Regions from separate parts of the Mus musculus genome. Here regions 2 and 3 are each linked to region 1. A link is a contact called in public HiCAR-type and promoter capture Hi-C data. All regions are on one chromosome and are shown on one strand. The core of a region is the stretch at or near the end of the contact, and the rest is flanking DNA. Distances in the headings are between cores, read along the strand shown.

What was found. Promoter capture Hi-C pulls out the DNA fragments that hold promoters and counts their contacts. HiCAR-type assays count read pairs that join an accessible place to other places.
Region 2: a HiCAR-type map of astrocytes shows a contact between it and region 1, with 5 times the contacts expected there. The contact joins the promoter of Rhbdd1 here to the promoter of Serpine2 in region 1. A contact is called at or near these places in 1 of 39 promoter capture datasets (hippocampal neurons) and 1 of 115 datasets of contacts at active chromatin or transcription factors (astrocytes).
Region 3: a promoter capture Hi-C map of liver shows a contact between it and region 1, with 4 times the contacts expected there. The contact joins the promoter of Col4a4 here to the promoter of Serpine2 in region 1. A contact is called at or near these places in 2 of 39 promoter capture datasets (hippocampal neurons and liver).

Annotation. Positions count from the first base shown.
Region 1 is chr1:79,857,007-79,861,484 of GRCm38.p6, forward strand. Serpine2 (serine (or cysteine) peptidase inhibitor, clade E, member 2) reads right to left here and starts at 1,659. Exons shown (of 9, transcript NM_009255.4): 1 at 1,505-1,659.
Region 2 is chr1:82,314,007-82,318,757 of GRCm38.p6, forward strand. It overlaps Rhbdd1 (rhomboid domain containing 1), which reads left to right and starts at 2,573. Exons shown (of 7, transcript NM_029777.3): 1 at 2,573-2,642.
Region 3 is chr1:82,584,552-82,588,919 of GRCm38.p6, forward strand. Col4a4 (collagen, type IV, alpha 4) reads right to left here and starts at 2,298. Exons shown (of 48, transcript NM_007735.2): 1 at 2,068-2,298. It overlaps Col4a3 (collagen, type IV, alpha 3), which reads left to right and starts at 2,370. Exons shown (of 52, transcript NM_007734.2): 1 at 2,370-2,880. The coding sequence starts at 2,794.

The sequences.
Region 1 (4,478 bases), core at 409-2,908:
AGCACCCCCAGTTGAGGGCAAGTCTTGAACATGTCCAGAGAACAACTGAGTAAGTGGAGTGTGAAAACCACTGGACCTGACGTGGTCACAGAATCGAGAGTCCCCGCAGCAATACCACCACAAGAGGGGGAAAAGGCCAAAGTTCCAAACCCTGTGGGAGAAGAACTGGCTAGAAGAGGGCAGCAACTCTTCCATCCTAACCCATCTCTGACCACTGTCAAGTCGCCTATGTGTGAGGCCGAAAATTAGCATCCTTTAGAGATTCGGCAATTTCTGTCTTACTGTGCTAATTTGTCAAGTTCATGGGAGAAAATTTCTGCCTAGATTCTTTCAAAGAAGAAGGAACGATGACATCGGCTCATGACCTTCAGGAGTCACCCTTAGCTGAACAAAAATTTCAAACACTACTCTGAAAAAAACAGCTAAAACTCCATTGTTGACGGTTCCATTATCTGTGGCGAAGCTCTTGAGATTTTTTTTTTTTTTTTTTTTTTTTTTGCTTAAATGTTGCCAACAGGGTATAATTATTGTTTTAGAACCACAGAAAGTGTTCAAAGCACCTTCAATTTTTAAGTGTGCTTCAGATACACAAATCGGTAATGCTGACATTTCTCCCATTATCTGTATTCCCATTCAGATACAAAATCTCCAAAGTACAAGATGATCAGATCAATTGTTCTAGAACAGTTCAGAAAAGTAAACTGCCTCCTGGCTTGAAAGAGAAAAGTTAAACCTTCAAACACCTTTTTATGTTCATGCTAAATATAAGAACGTTCCCAGCAAAGTAGTCAAAGCAAGATCCAGCGGCGTTTGGAGATTTCTCTGGAGAGACACGCGGAGATTCTGTTTTGTTCATTAAAACACTAAAAATCCTCAACAGCACCTTCCCTAATACCTGAAGGTGGAGTGCTGTCTTATGTAATAGCAGCTTTCCCTCTCTGCTCATCGTGGGGGCAAATTAAATACCTAATTCCTCCGAGGATTTCTGAGTACTTTCACCTTACCTGGAGTCACTCACCGGCCTCGCAATTCCCTGGTCCACAGATGATGAAAATAAATAAGAAATCGCAAAGAGCTGCTACTGTATCCTAGGGACAAGCCTGTTGCAAAGGCCAGTGTGAACTGAAGTCCTTCCCCAAACCGCTGCCCACCTCCACACTGCACAGGCAAAGGTTACAAGTGAGAGCCGGTCGCCCGGGACAGGGACCCGCGCACGGGAAAAGTGTGGGGTCGGTGCTACCCGTGAGTGCCCAGTCGCCTCGGGTTCAGGGTCACGGTTTGCAGTCCTGCTGGACCCACCCCGAGCTCGGCGAGCGTTCCGTCAGCCTCCGGCACACCTGGACGCCCAAACCCTCGGGGACAGGGACGCGGGAGCCAGGAGCGCTCGCAGCGGGGCCCGAGGCGGTTCGAGAAAGTTCCCGCCCCAGCAACCGGTCGCGGTGCTGCCCCGGGGACAGTCCCCGGCTCCCCTCCGAGCAGCGGGAACCCCGCAGCTGCTACTCACCCGTCCTCGCTTGGATCCCCAGGTGGCGGCCGAAACCGGGAGGGAGATCGGCGCTGCGCGGCGGTGGGGGACAGGCGGCGGTGACGGTGACGCGTGCAGCCCGCACTCCCGTGCAACCACTGCACTAGCCGGCCGGGCCGCGCGGGGGCTTTATCGCCGCCGCCGCCCCCGCCCCTTCCTGCCTCCCCCGCCCCCCGGCCCGCCCCGCCCCGCCTTCCCGCCGCCGCCTTTGTGTGGCAGCCGGCCGCAACGTCTCTGCACCGCAGGGGACTTTAGGACGCCCCCCTGCCCGACCCGCGGTCGCCAGATGCCGCCCTCTCGCGGGGGTTGGGGGGTTCGGGTCCCCAGAAAGCTCCGGCCAGACGCGCCGGGCTCGAGGTGCGGCGCCAACCCCCGGTCGAGCTGCACGTGGATCGTCCGGATGAGCCTGTGGGGAGTGGAGAGGAGTGGGCGACACAGAAGCCAGTGGTGTGCCCCTGAGACGCAAGACGCGTCGTCTGGGGGTGTTGGGGGGGGGGTGACAGTGTGCAATCCTGCAGGTGATGGAAATAACGGAGCTAGGACGTGGAGGTCTAGAACAGGTCCTCCAGGTGCCCCAGAGTCAACTTATCCCTGCTTAGTGGATGAGCTGGCTGTGGGATTCCTAGGCACATGACAAGCAAGGACATGCAGAAAACTGACCCCTTGCTTGTGGTGATAGCATGAAGTACTCTCAGAGCTCCGAAGATCCAGGTGTTTTGAACCTACACCTTCAGCCCCTGAGACCTTATCAGACCCAAGGCCAGCAACAGATGGCTGTTATGTCCCATGGTCTGTTACCTGAGTGTCCCTTTCTGCATTCTTCAGTCCTCTGCTCAGGTTAGGTTTGTAGGGACTTTCATGGTAGTCTCTGTTGCCTTTGGTGCAACGCCCTCCCTATCAGGCCCCATGTTTGGCCCCAATGAAGAAAAAACAGCCGTAAATCTCTTTAGGGCTGTGAAATAAACTGCACCTAGTGCTAGAGCAACTCAGATCTCTGAGCAACCACACTGACACAGCTGTGTCCATGACAGACACTCCCCCACCCGTGTGTGTGAGTGTGTGTGTGTGTGTGTGTGTGTGACTTGAAAAACTGAGAGCAGCTTTCCAGATGAAGGCATTAGGGACTGAGGGTGTGGCTAGGTGGTAGGGTGCTTGCCTCAGATGCACAAGGCACTGGATTAGGGTGCAGTGCTACAGATAGGAGGGGAAGCAGATAAGAAACTACTAGAGCAGTGGTTCTCAACCTTCCTAATGGTGCAGCCCTTTAATAGGTATGGTTCCTCATGTTGTGGTGCGCCCCCCCCCCCCCATAGCACTATTATTTTCCTTCTTACTTCATAACTGTGACTTTGCTACTGTTATGAGTTGTCATATAAATATCAGTGTTTCCGGATGATCTCTGTGAAAAGGTCATTTGACCCCTCAAGGGGTCATGACTCACAGACTGAGAATCACTATACTAGAGAGCCAAGTTTGAAGTGTGAGTGAAGGCAGATGCACAGAGCTTGCTGGTTTCTCTGCATCTGCTTCTATCTCACCATCTTCATGCTGACACTGCTGATTGAGACAGTTGTAGGCACTCGACTGAGACCCCCATATACTTTGTCCAGTTCTTTCTCAGGGCTGACATTTTGCAAAGCGATTTCCTAATGTCACATGGACTGCGTGGTTTGTATCTCAAACACTATTTGCCGTTCCAAATGTTCAGGAAAGTCAACTGGTTTTGGGAGAAATGGACAAACAGCGAAGGATTTGAGTGTCTTGTAATGCAGGTCATGAACCCCCCCCCCCTTTTTTTCCCAGTTAGAGTATAAATAGGATTTAGTCCAGAAATTCTCAGCCTGGGGTCATGACCCCTTTGGAGGTCAATGACTCTTTCATAGGGGTCACATATCAGATATCCTGCCTATCAGATATTTACATTTTTGATTCATAACTGTTGCCAAGTTACAGTTATGGAGTAACAAGGAAAATAATTGTCTGGTTGGAGATCACCACAACCCGAGGAGCTGTATTAAAGGGTTGTGACATTCCGAAGGCTGAGAGCCACTGGTCTGGACTCTGTCAGATACACCCACCACTCGGGAGTCTTTACAATTTGCTGCTTTCGTTTACAACCTCACGACTGACCTGCCCTTCCCTCGTCTCCCCAGCAGTGTGGAAGGAATGGTTTTTTTGAGCAATGCTGTACTTGACTTCTCAGTTCTGAAATCAGGCAGGATACAGTGTCAACTAATAGACTGAAATAAATCCAGCCACGAATGTTCTTTCTCTCTCTTTGGCCACTGGATGGGACGGATTGTGAACTTCCCCCCAGAGGAAAGGAGTCTAAACAAAGCCTCATTCTGCCAGCGGGATCTGCTAGGAATACCAACGACACTTGTGACTGAGTGTGCGTGGTGGCTGCCTTTGGTCCACCTTCCTCATGCCCACAAGGCAGGACAGTGGCAAAATCCAGGGTACACTTGACACGCCATTCACACCACCAGGCACTTGGCTATCCATCATCGGTACACAGGTGGACCCAGAGAAGGTGTGTGCCTACCTCTGCTGGAGGGCTCAAGCTGCAGGTTTTCCTCTCCGTATCCAACTCTTCTTGCAAGTATATTTCTCAAAGACCTGTGCTTCCATGGGCTATGTCCTTCCCGTCTCTGTCTCTGTGTTGTTTGAGCAATACAAATCACTTAACTCCTACCTGGTTCTTTCTTCCCCAACTCCACATTCACAGTAGAATTTCATTTCATCCTTCAATTGTGTGGCTTTGCCTTAATCTTCAGCTACAGCTTCAAGCTATTTAGTCAAAAAAAAAAAAAAAAAAGTGACCTGGCACTTAGCCAGCTCTAGCCAGGATTCTGAGTTTGGCTTTGTGTCCATAAGCTGCAGTTGGGAGAGACACAAGAAATTCCCAAACAGAATAAAACAAATGATCTATTTAGTCTCGTTTCCTCTCTTG
Region 2 (4,751 bases), core at 1,323-3,822, 2.5 Mb after region 1:
AATTCATTTCCTCTGACATACCCCGCTGCGCAGCTCTGGAACCTTGTTCCTGCTAGGCAGGCACTCTAACATTTGGATACACCCTAAATTCCCAATGCTACCAATTTTATCTTCATGACCTTAGAGTTATATTGTTGGATATGTAGACATTTACAGTTCTTGTCTCTTCTTAATGTTTTGGCTATCTTATCACAGTGAAATCTTTTTTTCCTCACTACGAACCTTTTAGTTTTGTAACATCTATTTTCTATGGCCATTATAAGTCTCTTAGGGTTAGTGCGGGTGTGTGTGTGTGTGTGTGTGTGTGTGTGTGTAGTCTACTATTAAGTGTTGATAATCTTATCACGACACTTGGCCCAATTTTGCCCTGTTATAGTTCTCATAGCCGAATCATCTAATTTGAAAGCTGTTCCATAAGAAGGATGATAGACAATCTCTAATCAACGTAACCCATCTTTTGAAACAGTTTGAGTGTAATATATTTGATTCATTAGAAGCTGTGAGAGATAACAACAAACTCCTCCTTTACAGGATAATCCAGTTTTTTGGTACACTGTGTTGTTGTCTGGCATCTTTTCTCCTTCAGGGTGGATTCTGGAAGGTGGGAATGTCTATCTGCCTTTCTGCTAGTTTCCACCCAGTTATGAAATGTTCAAAGGAGGTAACCAAACCCCCAGTTTCAACACAGGCACCATATTTTATGAACATTAATTTGAGTCAAATGGCTAAGAATTGTTGCTTGTCCCTCAAGGGTTAGATACAATTTAAAACTGCACACCATAAATATATTTCATATACTAAATGGAATATGCATAATAATATCTTAGCTGACAAGTAAAATACTTTTGAGAACTTAAAAATTATAATTTTTACAAGGTAATGTAACAATGACTTGCTTTTCTACAAAAACGTTAGAGGACTTAGTCTGGCTTTGAGTCTTTAGTAATTTTAAGCTTTGTTTACATGTAAGAATTCTGACTGTCCCTCTATTAAAGTTTAGGCTAGGAAATTATTACCCAGATAATGGGAACTCCTGATATTCTTGCATCTATTTTCCAAGTGGAGAGATTACAGGTGTTTGCCCCTATGTCTGGTGAGGTCATTAAAAAAATGGTTTTTCTCTGTCCTCTTATATGCCAATGAAACATTTTACTCATATTTAAAATAGGATTAAAATGTTTTTTTTCTTTACTTTTTATGATTCAGGATGTCATATAGACTAAGCTGGTCTTGAAGTTATATAGCTGAGGCTGTCCTTGAACTCCCAATCTTCCTGTCTCTACCTTCAAACTGTGGGGTCATTAGTGTTCACCATCACAGCCTGCTCCCCAAGAACATTCCTAAGCCCTGTCTATTTACAATTGCATTTTTTTTGAGATTACTGATTTGAGACTTGATTTGCGGCTCTTTTAAAGTCACTTCTGCACTTAAAAACAAGATAATAACAAAAACAGTGTAAGTATAGAAAGGGGTAGACTGACAGAGAATATAAAGCAAGAGTATATTAATGGAATGGATGCATAGAATTGGTGGGAAGAACAAATAGAGACCTCTCCTTTTGAGAAATTGCATTCATGTTTTCTTCCTAAGGAGATATATTTCTACATGCAATTTAGTTCCCCCTACTCACTTGGGTTCCATTTCCAGGAATGCAGTTTCGCAATGTCAGTCTTGGACTTACATACCCCCCCACTTTTTTTTATACCTGAAAGGGGTTAAATTATAAGAATTCATTCTTGAATTTGCTAAGAATTTTGTCACTTGAAATTCTCATCTATATCTCCTAATAGTGTGGGAAATTTTCATTCAAATTCCAACTACAAGGGAAAATTTTTTAGGAGAATTTCTTCTGTTATACAATAGAAGATTAACTTTTGGGGGACTGGGAAGTTTTTAATATGCTAACTAGACGTGGCTACTAAGCCTTTTGGTAAATATACCTGCACCCAATTCATGCCTTGAAAAGGTGGAGCTCTCCTCTAATTACTAGAAAAATAATTACACCAAACATCGTTTTCTTGTAGGACACAAATGCAGCATTGCCTTTAGAAGAAGCTGCCCATGAAACTGGTTCCACGTTAGAAGGAGAAAATTGCATCAAACGACCTAAGTCACAAAAACCTTTTCTCACGAGCCCTTAAAGCAGTAAACAGGCTAAGCAGTGTGGCCTCGTGTTTGTGCTTGGGGAATGAAATGTACACCGTGGCCCTGTTTCGCCGGCCTACTTTCTGGGATAAGCAGCTCTCCTGAGGCCCATTGGGAACAGCTACTGTCTCCACCGTCCACTTGGTAGACTACACTGCACCGGGAAGAAACTTTGGCCTTGAGGGAGCTGGCCATAGGCGACTCATGCGCTGTGCGCGTGGTAAGTGATTATTAGTTAGTTATGGCTGTAAAAGCACACCGACACCCTTGTTGCTAAGGGTTGAATAGGATGAGCGCTACGCATTAGCTAGAGGAAGCCGAAAAGGCAGTACGAAGCACGGAGCATGCGCAGACTGCCGCTCCTTTCCCTAGGCCGCCGGAAGTGGAGCCTGCGGAATCGGCGTCCGTGCCGGAAGTTGAGTCTCCGGATTCGGCGTCCAGACGTAGTGACGCACGAGCGCGGGAGTACGTGAGGACGCAAGCGGGTCTTAGAGAGAGTGAGTTTCCGCGTCTCTTCAGCTGAGTGTATGGCATCGCTTTTGTGCGGCGTGTGTTGCGGCTTCCCGGGACCACGGATGGCGGGGCCGGGGCTGAGATCCGGGCCGCTGCGGGCCGGGCGGAAGCGCTGCTATGGGGCCAGCCAGGGTCCGCTGGGCGGAAGTGCTGCTTAGGGACCGGGCGGAGGAGCCGGCCCGCCGGGTCCGGGTCTTCTTCTCCCCTCCGGCCGGCCGGGATGGGGTCGCAGGGGCAGTCGCACCGGTACCGCTTCCCTGGCTCATGGAGATCTAGGCTGCCCGGATAGGCTTTTGCGAGGTTCCTCCGACTTCAGGAAGTTTGAGGCGAAGTTGCATCAGCTTGCACAGAGCTTGCAGTGGCAGGTGGTTGGGGGGGCGGCCACTTCTGTCTCAAACACACAGACCCATCCTAACCTCTGTAAGGCTGTCTGTACCACAGAATAGAGGACAGACATACACCCGAGGGACTTCACCTCTTCTCTTTTCACACATGCCTTTCCGTTTTTCCAAAACAGGCATTATTTAAAACAACAACAACAACAATAACAACTGTAATATCTAATTATTGCACGGTTAAGATTCAGTTGTCAGACTCATTTATAAAAGTCCCTTTCAGTAGCTTCATGACACCAGGTTTTCTTTGGGGGGGGGGGCATGGTGCCAGGTTTTTTGTTTTTTTTTTTTTTTCCCCCTCTACTTTTCATCCCAACGTCCTAACCTCATTTACCTTCTTCCTGCTTCTATTACTGATTCTGCTTCGGATCTTCTAGTGTTCTGGTACATTCCAGGAGAGCAAGTGCTCCTGCCTTGGTCCTGGGTTTGCTCTCCATCAACAGCATCTTCTGAGGGAATTGTTGGCAGTACAGATTTTAGTGTCATACCCCTTTGAGCAAGCCTTTCGGTCCATTCTAGCACTTCCGGGTACTGAGTTCGACGAATAACAGCGTAAAAAGTACTCACTCGTTATGGAATTTTATACATAATGAGGTTAGAGTAAGGTGAGGTATTTTCTAGATCTGGAATCTTGACCGAATCATTTAACTGTGACTTCATAGTACTAAGTGTTGACATGTGAAAACAAGTGGGTAGCAATAACCCATACAAAACACTCCAAGAGAAGTTACTAGACCTGCATGAAGAAAGCGCACAGGTCGTGGAGGAAGGACGAGGTGTAGGGTTAGAGAGCAGTTGGAGTGCATGATTTTATGACTGCTGCAAAGACTTTTATCCCAACTACTTATGAATAGTAAAAATTTAGATACAGGATAGTTATGGATGTCTCACACCTGTAACAGCAATGCTCAGGAGGCTGAGGCAAGAGATATCCTAAGTTTGGAGTCCAGTCAGAGCTACATCATGAGACCCTATGCAAACAGCCACATCAAGCGAGAAAGTTACAGCAGTCCGTTATGCCACTAATTTTATTTACATTGTGGTATTTTAGAAAATGAACTATTAGAAATTGTGCCAAGGTGGTTTAAAGGTCTTTGCCCTTCTTGTTTCTTCAACTTAGTTATACCTAAGTTTGTCCTGTAGTTTGGTAAAGGCCAGACCAGAGTTACAAAGAAGCATACAGTGGTGGCTAGCACCCCGCCACCAAAAGCTGTTTCTGTCCTTAGCTTTTGTCCCTATATATGGTATGGCTCCATCTTAGCAAAGAAGGGCTCATGTCCATTGGGGACGGTCACAGTTAAGTGGACAGGCTCCCAACGGGATGATTTTTATTTTATTTCTCCAAATTACTACATGGAACATTTTCTAAGAACTATTCCTTTCTCCAACGGTTCACCTAGAGGAAGAAATAATCATTTGGGGTCTGAAGCTACTGTTCTTGAGTCTAGGCTCATTACAGTGTTAAAAAGGGTCAGTGACTAGTGGTGGCCTGTGTAACACATAGCTTTGACTAAAGAGCACTGGTGCCAAGGCCATGCTGAGACTCCAGAATATTATGGGCAATAAATTGTCATGTAAATATATCACTTGTGATACCTGTTTCTATCCATAATAGTTAACCTTACCACCAAAGTGATACTGTCCCATCATGAAGCGATTGTTTTTCAGAGACTCCTAATGTTTTATTATTTTCTGTGT
Region 3 (4,368 bases), core at 1,048-3,547, 2.7 Mb after region 1:
GGATTATCGGAGTCCTACAACTCCCTGAAGCTGGCACCATGATTAGACCAATGTTATAGAAAGTAAGGGTTCACCCTGGAGAAGTTAATCCACACCAGTATGTACAACAGGATTTAGAACGGAGGGGTAATTCAGATGCCAGGCTCCTGAGCATCTGTTTCCTCCCTCCTGTGCAACATCTCATTTTCTTCTGCCGCTGCATCAGAAATATAAGGCAGGTGACTGCCCTTCCCTTCCAATGCTCATAATCTCAGTCTTTTCTTCCATCAAAACTCCAGGGCTCTGTGCTGAGGATACAGCTCAATGAGTAAATGCCTGCTGTGGAGGTGAGGACCTGAGTTCCCATCCCAGGATGCATGAAGAACCAGATGTGTGCAACGATCAACCCAGCACTCCTAAAGCAAGACAGGAGGTATAGGCTGAAGAATCCCTGGAAGCTCACACGTCAGGGGAGCAAGGGGCCCAAACAGGGTGGAAACAGAAGACCAACTCTATCACACACACACACACACACACACACACACACACACACACCACTCTGTGGCTCTTGCTCACCCACATAAGGATAAGCACACACATGAACATGCACACACAAATACATCATACATAGAGAGGAGAGGAAGAAACTACCAGGCCTTGAGAAAAGCCATTTAAAATTTAAATTTTCTATAATCCTGCAAAGGGGAGAAACATCTGATATCAAGTCTAAGATCTTGATTTTTCTTTTTAAGAAGCAGTATCAATTTATAAAAGGCAATCATATGCCTCTCAGGTCTCTTGGACATCAGAGTAGTGGCATCCTACACCACGAGGATGACAGAAATTCCCCCAAGAACTTTCCTAAAGCCACTATGTGACTGATTACATTTATGATCTGGGCACAAACTCTACAATGTCCCTAAATCTTAATAAAGATTTTAATTAATGTCCTCTTGTTATTTTACTAAAGAGACCCTAACTCAGTACAGCTAACCAAAATGACTGTGGTGGGAGTGTAATGTATGAGAAGAAATAAAATAAAATAAAGTAGTGACCACAAAGCACGTTTGCACAAAGAACTTGCAAGAGGTTCTACCATGCACCATTAAGTTTGTCCTCTAGATGTCTGATACAAGTGGTTTGGAATTCATTGGGCTCTGGAACTTTTAGATATTCCTCTGGAGACTCTAATGAATAGCCATGGTTGTATGTCATGGAAGATGCCCCTTTCACTCTACAATCTGAGGGTGGTGGGGCAAGGAGAGGGAACTAGGATGGCCAGTGAACTTGTACAAGAAAACGGAGACAAGTAAATGTTCGATGCTTCTTCATGGAAGCTGGGCCCTTTCTTCAGTGATGAGCGTCAGCTAACAGGCCACCGAAGTGCTGGTGGCTGAATTTCCACCCACTAATACGTTCATGACATTCGGATGGTTATCATAAGACCTTGTTCGCAGTTACCACTGTGATGATATTATGGTTGTTTTATGGGTGCCTTAAAGAGCTAGCAAAGCCATGTAATTATAACCCTCCGTGCCTGTTACTACCTCTCTTCTTTAGCACTGCGATGATAGTATCTAAGCAAAACTGTGATTTTACTGTAGCCTGTGCATTTGAAATGATACACTCCATTCAGTGTGGTCTGCCGCACGAGATAGTGTAAGAGCCCTGCAACAATGTACCCTACCAAGCCAGAAGTGACATTTGCATCCAAGGCCCTCCCAGGCAGGGACACCCTGGACCAGAGTTGGCTCTCATTTTCTCCTCCGTTTCCGCAGATAAGGTTTAGCCTGAAAAGCAGTTCAACTCAGAGAATAGGATGAGCTTTCTCTTTCCCCTCATCTGCCTCTTGCTCTTGGCATTTTGGAATGCCCAGACTGCCAGGACAGTAACTTGAGCTTCCAAATTAATCAAAACACATAGTGCCCAGTTCAAGCCCTGGCAGAGAAGCCCGGGAGCCAAGTAAGCTCTCCTCTGCTGACCCCAAGGCCACAACTTCCCCAGCCACCACCCCTTAGATGCTAAAATGCTTTTGGTCCCAGGCAGGTGCCCTGACGCTGGGGCGGTGCCTGTCTGAGGGCGGCTTACCTGGGGAGCAACCGGGCAAAGAAGGAACAGCAGGGTAGCAGGCAGACCAGACAGGCTCCTCGAGGTTATGGCTGGAGGGAATCCACCCGTGACCGTGACCGTGTTCCTCTCCCCAGCCTGTCCAGCCTCAGGTCTGCGTGCTGGCTGCGAGTTGAAGGCCGGCAGCCGATGGGCAGTCCCTAGAGCTGCCAGCAAACTTGGCCTCCGGAGTTGCAGACTCCCGCGCGCCTCCCGCTTAATCTGGGCAGGGCTGCTGGCCACTCCCCCCACCCTGTGCAGCCACCTCCCTACCGCACACCCCTAAATTCCTCACGTTGACCTGCACCCGCTAGGCACCGAAGTCCCAGGATCTCAGGGACATCACATCTTTCACTCTGACCCCTGGAGCTGCGCCCACCTGCCTGCTCTGCGGGCGCCCAACCTTTTCTCACTTCCTGGGCAAGATGCCCGGTTGAAGGGACAGTGCCTGGCGAACTGGGAGGGAGAGGGGACGAGGGCGGAACCTCAGCCACTTCTCCCCTCCCTTAGAGTCACAATCAAAAGCTTGGGTGAGGACAAACAGACCTCAGTGGGTCGAGCCCTTACAAAACTCGCCCCAGTGGGCCAGCAAGGCGAGCGTCACTGCGGGGCCTCTCCAATCTGTGTCCCGCCGGGGACATGGACGCCTGAGAACCCGTGGGTCCGGTAGGTCACAGAACACAGAAAACACCGGGACTCGGGACCGTCATGCACTCCAAGACTGCTCCAAGGTTCCTGGTGTTCCTGCTGCTTACCCTGCTGCTACTCCTGGCTGCCTCTCCTGTGGCTAGCAAGGTGAGTGCCTGAAAGGTTGTGCAGATCCCACCGCAGCAGAGCTATGCCTGTCTCCTGTGAGACAAGCCAGTGCCACTCACTAGGGTTCTGTCTTTGAGTCACTATCTGGAGGGTTGCTCAGCTGCGGGCTCCTCCTGAGTCCCAGGATGGGCTAGCAGCACACAACTCTGAGGAACAGGTGGAATGTGCTGCGCTGGAAGAAGTGGAGAGCCAGTTAGTGGTCCAAGACCCCAGGAGTCCCAGATAGAGGAACAAAAGCTTACAGAGAACAGAAAATGGATAGCAATAATTAGGTTACAGACAGGCAGATGATGATATGGATGGACCTAAGATAACTGATGATAATAAATATAATGTAAGTGATATAAGGTATATGATGATGATAAGCAAAAAGGCAGAGGTAAGAGGTATATAGATAATAGATGGATGATCAGATAGATGAGTTTGGTAGTAGATGGATGGATGGATGGATGGATGGATGGATAGAGAGGTAGGTAGGTAGAGATAGATAGATAGATAGATAGATAGATAGATAGATAGATAGATAGATAGATAGATAGATGAAAATAATGACCAAGGTTCTGAAGGTGTAATGTCAGGATGGTGAATGAATGAAGTGCACCAGCCTGGGAGGAAATTCCTCCTTGGAGTCTCAGCTCTGCTCCTTCCAGACCTCACCTTAACTCTGACTTCACTGGGGCTCAGTGTTTCTTTGGACTCTCTGGACACAAAAGCCATCACGGTTAAAAAAAAAAATCAAGACACAGAACTTACATTAGGATGAATTAAGCAATTTTGTGATGATTTTGGTTTTTATTTGGAATTTGGGTCACCCTGTGCTCACTTGAATCTACTCCATAATGCTTGGTTTTTTGCCACTAAAGATAAAAATCTCCTTGAAACTACGAGGAGCCTAGAAGGAGCTGGCTAGGTTTCAGTTTGTGAATCAGAAATTTAACTTTTCAGATGCTTGATGCTGTTTGTTGACTTGGGTGTGGTCTTGGGTATGGTGAGCTTCATCTCCAATGATGATGAGCAGGTGTCTCCGTCTTACAGGACCGAGGCTGTGACTGGAGATTAGTGTTCCCTTATGTGTCACCGGGGAACACTTTAAGGACCTATGGCTGCATTTACTCTGCTTGTTTCCATTGCACTTCCCTCTTAAGGGAAGCATTACAGGATCACAGCTAGGCTAACACTCCTCTGCATCCCATCCCTCTAGATTTCCCATTTCCCACAAATCACCCAGGCCCAGCTTTTTGTGGTGTTTCTTTCCATTTCTATGCACTTAGATCCACAACTACGGACCCACAGCAATATAGAGTTGTATTTTTAGCAGAACTATATTCAGATTAAATGTCTCCTTTGGCAACTTCCAGGCCTGTCTGCATCTGTGGTTAAGATCTCCCTCTTTCATCTCTTCACTTTCCTGCACAGCTTTCAATGAGAGCTAAAGTTAATTGATCTGGTCACCCACCGTTTCAGTCA